Linked DNA regions of Gasterosteus aculeatus: region 1 is linked to region 2. Evidence: chromatin contacts called from public Hi-C data. All regions are on one chromosome and are shown on one strand. Each heading gives the region's core, a stretch centred on a gene start, on an enhancer-like site or on the middle of the called end of the contact. The rest is flanking DNA. Distances are from core to core; before and after follow the strand shown.

Region 1 (2,735 bases), core at 5-2,504, 160 kb after region 2:
GTGTATCCTCACTTTAGCTCCGCCCATCTACAACATGCACGAGGTCCAATCAGGGAGAAAATGGACACCTGTGTGGTCGGATTTTTCCGGACCATTATTGTACTTGAAAGTGGGTCCTCGTTTGGGAGGATGCGGTCTCTGTAGAACCCTCGCCCACACGTAAACCTCAGTAGTCACGCACTTAATTACGTTTATCAAGTCTAATTAAGTTTCCTATCATCGAATGTCTGTAAATCTCAATTTACTCAACATGGTGCGTCAAAGCTAGGAAACTGCCTGAAGGAGCGGGGGGGGTGTTTAGACCTCCCTCCATTTACTATGGCTTTGCAGTGATAGGAAAAAAAAGAGTAAGCGTTTACCTTTCTGTTGGTGGCCACAGAGCCCTCACACAGACGGACTGTCTCCTGCTGAAGGCAGAGCGGGTTTTCGCTGCATCGCACAGGAACGAATCTCCCGACGCGTTCATTTTTATTGTCTCCGCTGACTACCGGCTATCAAAACGTGCACATTTAGAGCATGCAAAACAGCGCACCGATAGCGCCTCTCCGCACTGGGCAAGTCAAACGTGTAGAAATAACGACCCGTAAGTCGACAAAAGCGAGCTCATCCACGGCGAAGGGGGGGTTTTGGAAAGATGCGAGAATGCATTAGAATGCAAGAAACGGTGTGATGGCGAGGGGGACTGTAGGGAGAGACAGATCTGCATATGGAAATTAGGGTTAGCGTGGATAAAATTCGACTCGAACCGCTGCGTTATTTAGTATTCATTTAGTCGAGAGCCCCGCGGTGAGAATGTGAGGGTCAAAGTAACTTCGGGTCTAAATAAGTCGTGGCAAGGAGCAGGTGAAACAATTTACAAGCACCTGTGCTCCTGGCGTGAGTTTCTATATATACTACATCAGATATATTTGATGCAAATTAAGCAAACTTGAACTCCGAGTGTATGTGATACCAAAGACCAGATAAACATATTAACAAACGTTTGCCTAATTAAACTACATAAAAGTCCAGTGAGGGTAAAGCAAAAAAAGAGAGCTCGTCACTGTGACTTTGGAACATTTTTCTTTGCTCTTTCATAAAAAAAGTCGACAAATTCGTTAAAACAAGCAAAATATAGTAAAAAAAAAAAAAAAAGAGCGCATCACCACATGGCCCGCTAGTGCGGCGGAGGAAGCGTGCAACGGGGACACCGCTCGCTTCCTCTCGGGGTGACGCGGCGGGGTCACGCCCACTCCCAACTTCCGTCCAATCACTGGACACGCTGCGAGCGTGCGCACGCGCGCAATGGACGCGCGGGAGAGACCGAAAACCTAAACAACGCAGTCATGACAACCGCGTAACCTCCGCTCTTCGCTTTAGCTTTACGGAATAGTACACGACTCAACCAGCGAACGGTTTGTAAACTTCTCGTAACAGCCGCGTGTCTTTCGTTGCCGCCGTGTTTGGTTTCCCTGTTTGAAACGCTTCTGTCGTTGTATTAATAACGATATCAGTTCACGTTGCTATACAGTTTAACACAGACGTTTCCTTAAGAACCGAATATAACTTAAACACACACACACACGTTCTGGAGACAGTTAACACTTTATAATAAAAAGCAGTTATTTTACACACTGTGGGTTGCATTGTGAAATATCTGCTTTGACATCTAGCTAGCATGTGGCTACTGACTAGTTTTGAATCAAGGCTAGATCGATTGCCAGATGTTTTAGTTTAGCCAAAGTGTAAGCTAACGTGTGTTGTCTCAATCCAAGGTTTTCTTCATTAAAGGTGCTACTGACAGCTCACCGGCACCATGGAGGACGACTTCAGCCAATCCCTAACCCCGCCAGTGTCTCCATTCGCATCAGGCAGCCTGTGTGAGCTGACCCCAGCCCGACCGCCGTGTTTCTGCTGCCCCGAGACCCAGCAGGAAGCCTCAGCAGCGCTCGCCCCTGATGGCTACGCCGCCAGAGGCTCCCTGAAACGGTACAGTCACTGTCTGCCTGTCTGTCTGTCACTGTCGGTCACAAAGCATCGAGACGGAGAATGCGTCTCATTGAAAATTGTTGACAGGTCTGTGGGTTTTTCCGAGTAACTGCATTGAATTCCTTTCCACGGTCAGCTCGGTAGTGCTCGTTTGTCACAGGAGAGCAGAAGAAAAGCCTCAATTAATGACTTTTATTTGACTGTCTCTGCTCGGTAGGCTGCTGCTGCGTCTTGACCCGGCCCCGGCAGATTATGAGACGGACACGGTGGAGATCTTTGGCTTCCCCTGGGTCACGGAGATGGCATTGGTGGAATCTACAAAGCCTCTTTTTGGTCTGTTCAGGTAAACCGAGATGTCAAATCGGTTATGGTTTCTTTTTAAAACAAACCCAGTTTTGATGTTAATTTTTGTTGCCATAAAAGCGGATCAACCTAATCTGAATGCATTTTTCAATGGCACCCAAAGCTAATAACAGAATGGAGAGCCCTTTTTTGTCTGTTTTAAATACTATGCACTACGGGTCACTCACATCCATATCACTGGTCTTAGTGTCTTTCTTTTGTTATGTTTCAGACAAAAGGTTTACCGGCTGGAGTCCTTGGTGAAGTCCAGCTCGCATGACTTCGGTAAGTTTGTGCTTTATGTAATCTGCACTGTAGCAAATACTCAGACCTTTACTTTTCAGCATCCATTTCTTCTAGAAAAGGTGAGAAAAAACAACAATTGAACAGTTTGTCTTAACTGTCACAGTATCAGTTAGAAAAAT
Region 2 (2,782 bases), core at 140-2,639:
TGTTTCGAGCAGTTTGGATTTAACTTTATTGCACTATAAACGATAATATAAGCGATTCCTCATAAGATATAGCATAAATGTACTTTATTAACATCAGGATCATTTATAGACATTCCATGCAATATGCAACATTCCTTTACTCCACATGGTCAGATTTCCATTCACTAAATTTGCAATAAGTTTTATTGTAATCTACAATAGTTTTCATTCTGTTCTTGTTACATTATTGTTACTTATCTACCTTGTGGTATCAAACTGTGGATTTTATTTTCTTCTTAACGCAACAACCCTACTTTGACAGGGACAGACATTCAGATATTTGTTGAATATGAATACCGTACAGACACTTTCTGAGCCATTTTCTGTAGCGCTTCATGAGAAATTGTGATTTAGTTCTGTCTTCCATGTCAACTTAGATTTATCGATTGTGAGCTGACAATATACCAGATCAAAAGTCATTTTATGAAATGGCCAACCAAGCATGTGTATGAGGACGCACTTGATACTAAATAGAAATTATTTTCTATTTAGTAATAATTTTCCTTCCAAAAAAAGTGATAGTTATGATCTTAAATGGTTTAACTTGTACTACAATTAACTGTAGCATTATCATAATTGATCAAAATTACACATGTTAATAACCCAGTAACTTTAAAAGAAAAGTCCCCCATGTGAAGGTGCAAAAAATTAAAGCTGTTTGATAAAAACTTTTAAACGTGTTAACTTGTCTTATTGAAGAAAACATATTTAACCATAATGTTGTTTAAATTCTCAAATATTATCCACTTCAGTCAGTCTGTAATTAAAAGTTTAGAGGTTTAGTTCTGATTTAGTATGTGTCACATATCCACGAAACACTAATCCACCAACCTCAACTGTGAAGAGAAAGGGTACACTATTATACCTATATAAATATATATATATATATATATATATATATATATATATATATATATATATATATATATATATATATATATATAGGTATAATATATATATAGGTATAATAGTGTACCCTTTCATACACATGCTTTGTTGGCCATTTCATAAAATGACTTTTGATCTGGTATATTGTCAGCTCACAATCGATATATATATATATATATATATATATATATATATATATATATATATATATATATATATATATATATATATATATATATATATTGTACTGTACTGCATTTGAACAAAGAGATATCCAACGTCTCTATGTAAGAAAATAATCGTGCTAGTCTCCATCCATCCATCAGGAACTAATTATGCATCCATAGTTAGAACACTACTAAATAAACTAACAGCTTTCCTAAAAAATGGCTGATTTATTGGACGGAAGTGATGGGGCTTTTACTGTTCCCTCGTAATTTCTGGCTTCCACCAACTTCAGACAGATTACGACAGTCATCTATACACCGGTGCAATAAATTGGATAACTTCTCCAGAATTGATCACTTATATCCCTACTGACGACAACAACATATGCCGAAATTCACTTTGTTCGGTAAACATAATCCCTTATTAACTCGATACTGTAAACATATCGCAGAAACCTTGGAGGTCATCGTGGATACGATTGGATATAATGTGAGTGTGGTGAGTAGTGGAATTATCCGATAGTTCAGGAAGGCATCACAAGGTAAACGGCAGGAATGTGTTTTTTTTGTGGTTGTTTGTTGAAATGTCCTTTAAAAAGGGAACAAGAGGATTGGTCATCATGACTGAACATGTCGATCTACGTTCCCCGTACATTTAAATTATGAGCCACCCCCTTTGATTGCCCGATTCTGCAGAGCTAGCTACGGAAGCTAACGCTTATGTTTTGACAGCTGAGCTTGTTTGAATTGCCATAGGCTAACTAGCTAACGTTGGCTAGCTAGCTGACGGACGGCAGCTTCTTAACCGTTAGCTAAACAAACAACATAAGCTGTACGGATGCAGCTCCCCTCGTTGAAACACGTCACTTCAGAGAGCAACACTTTCCTTCGAGGTAACGCTAGTACAAGTAAGTGCAACGTTAATGCCTCTGCTACCGAAATGAATTTAAAGTGACGTTAACCTGGAGCGACGGTGTTATGAAAATGTATCCAGCGCTAGTTACTGTAAGCTAACGCTAGCTGGTCGCCTGTCCTCTGCGCACCGTCACAATGATAGCAGAGATCATCATTTACTGACGTAATGCTAATCAGGCTAGCCATTTCTCAGTAGCATTGATAAAGACAACTTGGTAAGGACCAGCCGAATGGCTATGTGCTGTTTGCTACGCGTAGCATTACCTTCAGAGCTGTTTTATTTCACTGCACATACAAGCATTCATGCAAAGGCTTTACCATTAATCCCCAAACATGACACACTTTGATTTAACTATGTGCTAATGTTGGCCCAGTATTTTCAAAGACCTGTCAATCTATTTGAGACTGATACCAGCGGTCCCTGTCCTGTGGAGCTTTTCCTTTTGTTTACATCTGGATCACAGGTTGTCCATGTAAGGCAGCCTTACATTGTACAGCTGATTCACTTCAAATAGGAATATCTGGTGAAATGTTGCTAAAAACCTAAATACTTTGAGCTTTAAGGCTTCCTATCAGTTACCTTGGGCAATGCACAATAATTCCAGCTCGCTGAGACAGTAAGTTAGTTCACCTCTGGCAGGACGCCGTGCGCTTCTCAATAAGCCTTAAAAGCTGATCAACTCCAATCAATCAGCCCTAAAAGCAAAAGTAGAGCAGGATCTGTTGCTTTCCATTATCTTACATGTGGGTGTGTTTTGGTAAGCTTCCATTTA

The links. A called contact is a pair of places that touch in the nucleus more often than the background predicts.
Region 1: a Hi-C map of tail fin shows a contact between it and region 2, with 2.6 times the contacts expected there. The contact joins the promoter of mms22l here to the promoter of fbxl4 in region 2. A contact is called at or near these places in 2 of 6 Hi-C or Micro-C datasets (skeletal muscle and tail fin).

The regions. Positions count from the first base shown.
Region 1 is chr20:17,069,753-17,072,487 of fGasAcu3.hap1.1, forward strand. It overlaps mms22l (MMS22-like, DNA repair protein), which reads left to right and starts at 1,255. Exons shown (of 26, transcript XM_040164224.2): 1 at 1,255-1,394; 2 at 1,755-1,968; 3 at 2,186-2,311; 4 at 2,543-2,595. The coding sequence starts at 1,796. LOC144382996 (neuroendocrine convertase 1-like) reads right to left here and starts at 1,139. Exons shown (of 10, transcript XM_078095446.1): 1 at 360-1,139.
Region 2 is chr20:16,912,748-16,915,529 of fGasAcu3.hap1.1, forward strand. fbxl4 (F-box and leucine-rich repeat protein 4) reads left to right here and starts at 1,390. Exons shown (of 10, transcript XM_040165325.2): 1 at 1,390-2,002. The coding sequence starts at 1,933.